2 separate regions of the Sus scrofa genome follow, and region 1 is linked to region 2. Evidence: chromatin contacts called from public Hi-C data. All regions are on one chromosome and are shown on one strand. The core of a region is the stretch at or near the end of the contact, and the rest is flanking DNA. Distances in the headings are between cores, read along the strand shown.

Evidence for each region. A called contact is a pair of places that touch in the nucleus more often than the background predicts.
Region 1: a contact with region 2 is called in a Hi-C map of embryonic fibroblasts, with 4 times the contacts expected there. The contact joins two enhancer-like sites. A contact is called at or near these places in 1 of 47 Hi-C or Micro-C datasets (embryonic fibroblasts) and 1 of 2 datasets of contacts at active chromatin or transcription factors (alveolar macrophages).

Annotation. Positions count from the first base shown.
Region 1 is chr3:79,895,667-79,901,434 of Sscrofa11.1, forward strand. The region is part of intron 1 of COMMD1 (COMM domain-containing protein 1); the gene reads right to left. Among named protein-coding and RNA genes, the nearest start is that of COMMD1, 15 kb to the right of the region's middle. Within about 2 kb of position 1,280, at least 3 of the 83 cell types and tissues checked have an H3K27ac peak or open chromatin away from gene starts, as enhancers often do. A contact at or near this core is called in embryonic fibroblasts, where this site is marked.
Region 2 is chr3:79,639,143-79,645,104 of Sscrofa11.1, forward strand. No RefSeq gene overlaps it. Among named protein-coding and RNA genes, the nearest start is that of B3GNT2, 62 kb to the right of the region's middle. Within about 2 kb of position 2,634, at least 16 of the 83 cell types and tissues checked have an H3K27ac peak or open chromatin away from gene starts, as enhancers often do. A contact at or near this core is called in embryonic fibroblasts, where this site is marked.

The DNA of each region.
Region 1 (5,768 bases), core at 30-2,529, 260 kb after region 2:
GAAATAAAAACAAAAATAAACCAATGGGACCTAAATCAAACTTATGAGCTTTTGCACAGCAAAGAAAACCATCAAAAAACCCCAAAAGACAGGAGTTTCCATTATGGCTCAGCAGAAATAAATCTGACTAGCATCCATGAGGACGCAGGTTCAATCCCTGGCCTCACTCAGTGGGTTAAGGATCCCATATTGCCGTGAGCTATGGTATAGGTCACAGACATGGCTCAGGTCTGGCGTTGCTGTGTCTGTGGCATAGGCCAGCAGCTACAGCTCCAATTTCACCTCTAGCCTGGGAACCTCCATATGCCACAGGTGCAGCCCTAAAAAAAGAAAAAAAAATTTTTTTAAGATGTGCACAACATTGTAAATTAACTATACCTCCATTTTTTAAAAAAGGGGATATGATACACACACACACACACACACACACCCCTACATACAATGAAATACTACCCAGACCTAAAAAAGAGTGAAATTTTGCCATATTCAGCAACATGGTAGAGGGCATTATGCTAAATGATATAAGTCAGAGAGCCAAAGACAAGTACTATGTGATATCACTTACATGCGGAATCTAAAGAAATATGACAAACCGGTGAATAAATCACAGATATAGAGAAAAGACTAGGGGTTACCAGTTGGGGGCGGGGCAATATAGGGGTATTGGGGAAAAGGGGGGATATTATAGGATTATATAAAATCATATGTGAAACTTCTGAAAACTGTAAAGCACTATAGGATTTAAAGAATCATTCAATCAAAAAAAATACACACATACACAACAGGTAGGTAAAGAAAGATAAAACAAACTCATCAATCATCTCTCCCCCCACAAAATAAGGCTGAGTTGGTTTAATTCTCCGAAAAAATGACCAATAGAATATATTTACATTAACAATTCAGTATTTCTATAAATGACTAAACTCAAGAATTTAATGTATTTTAAATGATTGCAAATGTTTGTCTCAAGTATTATAATTAAATATAGAAAATATATTTCTGAGTAAACCCAGGGTTTTCCTTTTAGGTTTATGATTCCCTCTACTCCTCAGATAATCAAACAGTGATTTGGATCTGTTGTTAAGTGGCTAGGCTATATGCCACAAGGAGAGCACCCAATGTTCAGGAAGTTTCCAAATTACACTCTTTTGCAGTAGAAGCTCACCGTTACCAACTAGCTTTCATTCTGCCAAGTTACTTTCCCCCAATAACTTACTCATCTTTTATGTTCTTCCAGTTTGGAAGAGACTTCTGTCTCTGTCAGCAAAGAGGAAAAAAAAAAAAACTATGATGAAGTACTATGAAAGTTTCTTCCTATTAAACACTCCAAGCAACACATTAGCCTTTAACTTCATGGAGAAAGAATTCAGCCTTTCCTAAAAGAACATTTTTGTGGCCAGTTCAGGGATGGAAGTGTGGGAAAGTCTCCAGAAGCAATTACAAAGTAAAGAAATACCCGTTCTTTTTTCTCTTGACAGACCATAAAGGCTTTTCTAGGGAAAGAGCACATGATTAGTGTATTATCCAACTCAAGTACCTAAATTAACATTTATGTTTAAAAAAAAATACTGTTCAAGAAACAGAATTGCTTAGAGGTCATCTTCTATTATAACCAGAGCTCCACTACCAGCTGAAGTTCATAGGTCTACAACAGGAGATAAAGTCCTGACCCTATGGAAATATGACTTAATAATAAAGGAAAAATAAGAACAAGAGAAAAGATAAATACTGCATTAGCTGTATTAGTTCATAAGACCTTTAAAGAACTATTGGATAAACTAAAAAAATGTATGATGAGATATAAAAACTAAAGAGCAAAATATATAAATGTATTTAATTACTTGCAGCTTCAAAGAGCAGCTTCAATCATGAAGGAGTTCAAAAGAAACCCAAGTTCAGGGCACAGGTTCCTACCTCCAACTTATTTGTCAGGACAAAACACTGCCCAATGAAACCACACAAAAAATTATAAAATCAATCTATATGTGAGCTGATCAAAAGTGGTTCTCATACAACCTTATTATAATACCATTAAGCCCTTAAAAGGAAGAAAAATGGCAATATACAACAACACAGATGAATCCTGAGGACATTATGTGAAATAAGCTAACCAAAGAAAGACAAATATTGCACGACTCCACTTACATGAGACAACTAAATAGTCAAATTCATAGAATCAAAGAGTGGAAAGGTGAAGCTAGAGGGTAATGGGCATTTACTAATTATAGTTACTAATCAACAGGCATAAAGTTTGGGTTAAGCAAGATGAATAAGCTCTAGCTATGTACTACATATACATTATACCTATAATTAGCAATATTATACTATATACTCAAAATTTTCTGGGGTTCTCTTGTGGCAAAAGTAAGTTAAAGATCTGGAGATGTTACTGCAGAGGCTGGGGTCACTGCTATGGCATGGGTTTTGGTCTGGGAACTTTTACACGCTGCAGGCACAGCCAAAAATAAAAGAAAGTAAAGTTCTAAATAAATAGTGTTCTCTAATCAATAGAAGAAACATAATGAGAAAAAAAGTTTACATTTTTAAGGATAAAATGTAGTATCCTCTACTTATAATAAGGCAAAAACTGGAAACTTCTCAAATCCCCACCAAGAGTAGAGTGGGCAAGCATACTGTGATATATTCAACACTGGTGTATCCAGCAGGAATTGGCAAATTTTCCTGTAAATGGCAGAGAGTAAATATTTTAGGCTTTGCCAACCACCCCATCTCTGTTGTAACTATTTAATTCCACCCTTGTAGAGCAAAAGTAACCATACATTTTGTTATGGACACTGAAATTTAAATTTCATATAACTTTCATGTGTCACAAATATTTTTTTTTTTTCTTATGGCTACACCCACAACATGTGGAAGTTTCCGGGCCAGAGACTGAATCTGAGCTGGCAGCTGCAACCCTACACCATAGCTGTGGCAATGCTGGATCTTTTAACCCACTGCACTGGGCTGGGGCTCAAACCTGTATCTCTGCAGTGACCCAAGCCACTGTAGCCGGATTCTTAATCCACTGCACCACAGCAGGTACTCCCAATATGGCTTTTTTAAAAAAGGAATTAAGGATGGAGCATGGTAGAGGATAATGTGAGAAAAAGAATGTATATATATGTATGTGTGACTGGGTCACTTTGCTATACAGGAGAAAACTGACAGAACACTGTAAACCAACTATAATGGAAAAAATAAAAGTCATTAATTTAAAAAAAAAGGCATTAGGGAGTTCCCTTGTGATGTAAAGGGTTAAGAATCCAGTATTGTCACTGCAGCAGCCTGGGTTGCTGCTGTGGTGCAAGTTCAATCCCTGGACCAGGAATTTCCACATGCCACAGGGGTGGCCAAAAAAAAAAAAAAAAAAAAAAAAAAAAAAACTTTAAAAGACAGAGTCAAAGATATAGATGTTTCATTAGGACAAAACAAAACAAAACCCTGGCTTTTCATATTTCTGTGGTTTAAAAAGATTACCAAATAAGGATCTATTCCAGCAGAACACATCATTTATACCTTTCTTATGGCATTTACCATATAATACAGGACTCTTTACAACATGGGCTATGACATTCATTTTGTGTACAAAGCAGGGTATAGCATATTAGGGGCTCAGTAAATACAGTTGTGCCTTGGTGTCCACAGAGACAGCAAAATCAAGAATGGTCAAATCTTTTATATGAAATGGCATAGTACAGTTGTCCCTCTGTATCCTTGAATTTGTAGAAACCAGCTGTAAGCAGGATTGACTATATTTGATAGGTAAATCAAAGATAGAAATTTTCTTTAAAATATTCCTTCCTAGGAACTCTTCAACCTAAGTCAAGTTTTCAGACCTAGAATAGTTGCTTTGAGAAAAGGAGAACCAAAAATCAATCTTCAATTAATACAGATTAAGAAAGAAAGAAAAAGCTTACAAAACACCTTATTACAGGTCATTTAAGCCGATTAAAATATTCCACAAACTCTAACTGGCAATCTGTATTTGCTGCTTTATCATGTATATGTCCAGTAACATAAAATAGTAACATTGTTTGCCAGTCCTTCAGAGGAGTAGAAATATATCTCATGAGTTATCATCTAAACTCCCAAAAGTAACGAATAGGGATGGGGGTTAAGAAGTACAAACTATTATTTCTAAAATAAATAAGCTACAGGAGTTCTCATCGTGGCACAGCTGTTAACGAATATGACTAGGAACCATGAGGTTTTGGGTTCGATCCCTGGCCTTTCTCAGTGGGTTAGGGATCCGGCGTTGCTGTGAGCTGTGGTGTAGGTTACAGACGTGGCTCGGATCCCTAGTTGCTGTGGCTCTGGCGTAGGCCGGCAGCAACAGCTCCAATTAGACCCCTAGCCTGGGAACCTCCATATGCCGCAGGAACGGCCCAAGAAATGGCAAAAAGACAAAAAAACAAAAAAACAAAAAAACTTAAATTTTTAAAATTTCTCAAAAATGAGAAAAATGTAGTTACAAAAATGATCAAAATATAGTAATACAAAAACTGGGGGGCTATAGCAAAAGGAATCTGTCTACAGAGCTTTAAATTTTCCAGAACATATTTCTAAATTCAAAATATCAAACTGAATATTTAGACTTCTTTTTGGATAAGAAATTCTTATTGTTGAGTAGCCAACTTTGTTTTCTGAACTAGAACAACTCAAGAGCAAGAACTTTTTAAACATTACAACTTGCTTCTAGCACATTTTATCAGTCTATTAGCAAGGCAATATTATACTGCCACCTAAAGTGAAAAAAAAGAATTACTGCTTATAGTTAAGACAGGAGATAAAGGAATTCTAAAAGTATGACAGAAAAAGTTAAATGTTTTCAGTCTCTCCTATTCATGTCTCCTGATCTAAACATTTTAAGACCAGATAGTTTACATTCATTTTTATACTAAAGTTAACTTATTACTTTTTTTTTTTTTTTTTTTGTCTTTTCTAAGGCTGCACCCACGGCATATGGAGGTTCCCAGGGTCAGGGCTGAATCAGAGTTGTGGCCGCCGGCCTACACCACAGCCACAGCAACGCCAGATCACGGCAGCACCAGATCCTTAACCCACTGATCGAGGACAGGGTTCAAACCCACAACCTCATGGTTCCTCGTCAGATTCGTTAACCACTGAGCCACGACGGGAACTTCCAATTTCCTGTTACTTAATAGTTGCTGTACAAAATGTATACAAATGATGTCTGTTCTTAAATTGACTCAAGTATCAAAAAGAAACTGTTTTATGCACTTTTCATTTGTAAAACAAGTCATAAACCATCATATAAGAGGTGCCCTCCCTATATCCAGAGGAACAGAGCATCCATTCTTATATTCAAAAGCAAAGGAATGCCAAGAAGAACCCTACATACAGGGCTTACTAAATTTCCCTCTGTTTACTATAATTACTTCATACTTCTAACCTATGATAATCCTTTATGAACTGTCCACTCTTTATCAAACCTGGGATAAAATAGTCAGGTCTGTTTCTTTGTGTCTTCCTTTCCTTATGAAGGCTCCTGCGTCACACAAAAGTACAAATTTGTACACTTCTCTCCTGTTAATTTGTCTTTGTCAGTTTATATTTCAGACTTACAGACAGAAACCATATGCTATCACTTATATGCAGAATCTTAAGAATGATACAAACGAACTTATTTACAAAACAGAAAGATACAGACTTCAAAAACAAACTTAGGTTATCAAAGGGGACAGGTGGGGGAGGAATGGATTGGGGGTTTGGAATTCACATATGCACACTACTGTATATGGAAT
Region 2 (5,962 bases), core at 1,384-3,883:
ACATCCTCATTACACCTGACGAGGGCTGCTGGGACAGCCTCAGCCTCAGGGAGTGGCCCTGTCCTTCACCTCTGCATCTAAATGGTTCGACCTTTTCCTTCTTCTGGCCTCACTCAAGTTTCTTTTTCCCAGTGAATGCCTATGTCAGGCACTGGGGCTGTTTCCTTCTCTGGCCCTACCCCCCCAGAACCCAGCTCCCTCTTGATTTCACAGAGCCGTCACTTGTCCAAAGCGGCTGTGTGTGGCCGGCCTTTATAACCACTGGAGAGAGGCCACTTTGCAGCTCTGCCCAGCCACCATGTTCACTATGCCAACCTGGGAGCATTCCTGGGTCTGCCTCTGTGCAGCCTGGATATTAAGTCCTCCACTCTCCTTTCTCTAAACCTCTCCGCCCGCCCTCCCTTCTCTTCCCTGCTGCCCCTGGGCCCCTCCTCTATTCAAAATTCTTCCCGCCTCACTGGGAAGGTGCTGCCCACTCTCCTGGCCTGGGCAAGTCAGTGCCCACCTTGAACACTGAGGCCAGCAAGGGATTCACCCAGACTAAGAAACGTTTCCCCTCAGAAAAAATAAGACATTTCTCTAGAATGGGAAGGTGGCAGCCAGAAATGGAATCTTTGCCATGGCAATAACCCTTTATTTTCTTTTTCTTTTTGCTTTTTTTTTTTTTTTTCCGCTTTTTGATTTTTAGGGTTGCACCCACAGCATATGGAGGTTCCCAGGCTGGGGTCTAATCAGAGCTACATCTGCCAGCCTACGCCACAGCCACAGCAATGCCAGATCCGAGCCACATCTGTGACCTACACCACAGCTCATGGCAATGCTGAATCCTTAACCCGCTGAACGAGGCCAGGGACAGAACCTGCATCCTCATGGATCCTCGTCGGGTTTGTTAACCACTGAGCCACAAAGGGAACTCTTCAATTTTTTTTTTTTTAAATTGGAGTATAGTTGACTTACAGTGCTGCATTACTCCAGTTCTTGTTTTATTTATTTATTTATCTATTTTTCACTATTTAGGGCCACATGTGTGGGATACGGAAGTGCCCAGGCTAGGGGTCAAATCGGAGCTTTAGCTGCCAGCCTACATCACAGACACAGCCACGCAGAATCCCAGCCATGTCTGCAATCTATACCACAGCTCATGGCAATGCCAGATCCTTAACCCACTGATGGAGGTCAGGGATTGAACCCAAGTCCTTGTGGATACTAGTTAGGTTCGTTACCACTGAGCCACAGCAGGAACTCCCAGTTCCTGTTTTAAAGAGCAAACTTTCCTTCTCCCACAACACAAATACATAGCAAAAAGGAGGAAGGGAAGAGGAAAATTTTTTTCTGTCACCTCATTCTCAGGGAAATGACTCCAAATTTTACCATAGTTACATTCTTTCTCTCAGAGTCCCCCTCCTCAAAAAGAAAAAGAAAAAAAAAAAAAAGAGCTAAGAATTACCCTTTAGAGATGAATGTAGTTATCCTCAAGGTCAAGAGGCACAGATCATTTGTATCCTACTCCAGACATGGTCTAAAGGTCTCTTAGCTGAACCACAAAATGACGGGGCCCCCAGAAGCTGCTGAAGTGGTCAGTGCCAAAGTGGCAGCATAGACCTCCTGAGACGGCAAAATATCCTGCACTGGCTGGGGATTCATCAGCTCCTTCCTTCAGACAGCAAAGAATCAGGAACAGTTGAGCAGCACATTGCAATTTCTTAAAATAAAATTAATTTTGGGTTTCATCAAAGCTCCATTTGCAACACAGGCACACCTTATTATATTGTGTTTTTCTTTATTGCACTTTGCAGATACTGCATTTTTTACAAATTGAAGGTTTGTGGCAACCCTGCATCAGGCAAGCCTATCTGTGCCATTTCTCCAACAGCATTTGCTCACTTCGTGTCTCTATGTCACATTTTGGTAATTCTTGAAATGTTTCAAACTTTGTCATTATTATGTTTGTTATGGTATTCCGTGATCAGTGACATTTGATGTTTCTCCTACAACTCCCTGAAGGCTCAGATGATGGTTAGCATTTTTTTTAGTAATAAAGCATTTTGTTTTGTTTTTTTTGTTGTTGTTTTTGTTTTTTTGGGGGGGCTTTTGTCTTTTTTTCTTTAGGGCCACATTGCAGCATATGGAGGTTCCCAGGCTAGGGGTCCAATCGGAGCTGTAGCCGCTGGCCCACGCCAGAGCCACAGCAACACAGGATCCGAGCCACGTCTTCGACCTACACCACAGCTCACAGCAACGCCAGATCCTTAACCCACTAAGTGAGGCCAGGGATCGAACCCAAGTCCTCATGGATGCTAGTTGGATTCATTAACTACAGAGCCACAATGGGAACTCCCCTCATAAAGCATTTTAAAATTAAGGTCTGTACTTTGTGTAAGACATAATGCTACTGCACACTTTAATAGACTACAGTATAGTTTCAACATAATTTTATGTGCACTGGGAAACAGAAAAATTCATGTGACTCACTGTATTGTGGTGGTTTGGAACCCAACCTGCAATGTCTCTGAAATATGCCTGTGTTACGCAAATGTTCTTTACTTCTTATATTGACTCAACTGTCACTAAGGAGACTTGCTTCCCTTTGCACGGAGAGGCTGACCTAAGAAAGCTCAGTGTTAACCTTTCTGCTGACTTTGAATACGGGAGGATCCCAGACTGTATTAGTTTATTCAAGCTGCCATAACAGAATACCATAGACTGGGTGGCTTAAACAAACGGAAATTACTAGAGGCTGGGAAGCTCAAGATGAAGGTGCCAGGGAGGCAGGTTGCCTTCTGAGCGCCTTCTCTTGCCCTGTCCGCAGCCACTGCCTTGCACGTGCTCTCTTCTTTGTGTTACACAGGGAGAGAGAGCTCCCTGGTGTCTCTCATGGGGGCGCTATGGGTGGTAGTATTCCCCCTCATGGGGGCCACACCCTCATGACTTCACTGAACCCTAATCACCTCTCAAAGTCCCCATCTCCAAATACCATCCCATTAGGGGTTGGGGATTCAACCGATGAATCTGGTACAGGGCACGATTCAGTCTGTAGCAAGGTCTCAGCCCTGAGGTGGTCTCTTCAATTCCAGTCATGTGATGTGAAGTGACAATCAAGACCGCAGGTTATATTTTAAACCCTGTGAGGGTGTGCTCTTCCATGATTAGAAATAGGAAAGCATATTAAAAATTATTGCCCTAGTTTCCAAAGTTTTTTTAAATAGTCTTCAGGTACTTCATTAGAATAGAAGGTGGTAGCATTCCTTTGAGTTTCAGTGTGTTTGCCAAATGGCCTTCTTCTGGAGAAAAAGCAATTCATGCCACAGGGAGATGACAGCAAGTTCCTCTGAGTGGTGATCTAAAAATATCACAGAATGCTACATGTTAAAATGCATTAAAATGCGCAATGACTTTCTTTCCGCCCTTTTACATCTCCATTTATGGTCTGTGATTCACAAGAATGCTTCTGTCACTGGAAAAGCATAAAAATCCGATTTCAGCATGGCATTTTTATGGTATTACAACCAGGAAAATATGTAATGGTGAGACAATGGGTGATTCTTTATTCATGGGCCTTTTTTCTTTTGTGTGGGATTACAATGTTAATTGTATCATCATTTATAGAACACGTGTAAATAATGATTGCTAACATTGATTGAATTATTAACATGTGCCAGCAACTTGCCAAGTATTTGCATTCCCTGTCTCTCCCCCCCCCTTTTAGGGCTGTGGCATATGGAAATTCCCAGGCTAGGGGTCAAATCAGAGCTGTAGCTGCCAGCCTACGCCACAGTCACAGCAATGGCAGATCCAAGCCACATCTGTGACCTACACCACAGCCCATGGCAACACCGGATGGTTAACCCACTGATCAAGGCCAGGGATTGAACCTGCATTCTCAAGGATACTAGTTGGGTTCGTTACCACTGAGCCACATCGGGAACTCCTTTCCTGTTTCTTCTAATCCTCATGAAGCCTCACGAGGGGGTCAGCATGATTATCTCTGAGACCACACACATGAAATTAAATGTTAAGTAGCCATAATCGCTTCCTTGCTATTCTCCTTCTAAAGAAGACAGTAGATTACTTGGAGAACTCTTTCTTTTCCTGAATGGAATGTGCTCCTGGGGACAGGAAATGGAGCCACCAAGAGAAGGGGCTAAATTGGAAAGAAGAGATGGAGACTCTGAGGGGCTATAGAAGCGAGAGATTAAGGTGGGGGAGGGGAGAATGAGGAGAAAGGTGAGGGCAGAAATGAGAGGCCCGCAAGGGCTGGCAGGTAGCAGAAGTGGCTGGAGATAAAACAGGAAAATGTCAGGTCACTATAGAGGCAAGGGGAATTTGGGGAAAGAGTGAGATATTTGGAGAGGATTTTTTGAAGTTCTGATACATGAAGTATAATCTATTCCTTTCTCCATAGCTCCAGGAAAACCTCAGCACAGAATCTGTCACATTTCATCTGATCTAAGACACAAGTGACTATAAGATATTATCAATGGCAAATGTATCATTTTATGTGCTAGAAAGGAAAGAAGGAAGGGAAGCTATCAATTACAAGGTCCACGGTGGAAAGGAATCCGACTATGAACCACGAGGTTGCATGTTCAATCCCTGGCCTTGCTCAGTAGGTTAAGGATCCGGCATTGCTGTGGCTATGGTGTAGGCCGGCAGCTGTAGCTTCAATTCAACCCCTAGCCTGGAAACCTCCATATGCCTTGGGTGTGGCCCTAAAAAAAAAAAAAAAAAAAAAAGGCAAGTTCCTATGGGTTGAAAACATGTCCTAATTTCAAAGAAACACAAGAGATTATTCTTTAATCCCTTTGCAATCAGATTTATAGGGGCTTTTCCCTTCTTTTTCTAATGCACCATTATTTGGTGAGGCCAGATCTGAGCTGCCCAGGAAGGTTTGGTTATATTTCAGTTAGACTTGTTTCTCAGATGAGAAAATTGAATCTCAGAGAAGCTAAGTTACATACCCCTGGGTTCATGGCTAATAAATGGAGCACCCAGATTCCAACCCACGTCAGCTAGATTCTGAATCCTGTGCTCTCTATTTTTAGTTAAGATACACAGTCAAGAGTTGGCCAGTATTTTATTAAATCTGTAGTTAGTAACAAAAATAACTTTTGAATGAAAAAATAACAGCTTAATATAACATCTTTTCCATGTTGCTGTGATTTAGAACCTCCTGCCCCATGTGGAGCAGCTTGTGAGAAACCATGATTTGGGTTTTGTGGCTCAAGAATTCCTTTCTCCTCTTTTCAGATTACCTTGAATCAAATAAGAGTAGAATGGTGAAACGTCCAAATATCCATCAGGAGGGCCTAATAAAATCAAAGCAGATTCTACACCTCTACCAAGCAAGCCTTTTCTTTCCAAGATAGGAAAAGGGGAGTCTTTTTGTGATTTGCAGTAACAGAAGAACATCAAGCTCTAGACCAAGACCTAAGGACAAGTTCTAAGACCAAGACCAAATACAGAAAACGTAAATAGAAGAGCAGCAGACGATGACTATGGAAGAACTGTTCAACCACGCCAATAATTACAAAAATCCTGGACTCTCCAGTTCCACAGCAGGCACCTGACAATGTGGTTTTCCATCACTAACTGGTGCTTTTAATAACCTATGGATCTTTGCTCACCCAGATCCTCCATCCAAGCATGCCATCTACCTTTGCTATCAAAATCCTTCAAGGTAGGATCAGAAGTCACCGTTTTCTGTTTATTCTTGCCAAATCCTCTGACAGGATTAATGGCTCTTTCTAGAATCTCCTGTCATAATTCTGATATTCCTCCTCTTTGTTTTACAGGGAGTTGATGAAAGACCTGTCTTTCAACTAGAGTACTCGTTCTCTGAAGGCAGGCCTGAGACATTATTTGCTTGTTTGCTGGCTTGGGGTTTTTTTGTTGTTGTTGTTTTGTTTTGTTTTGTTTTTTTGGTTTGGGGTTTTTTTGGTTGTTGTTTTGGGGGGTTTTTTGG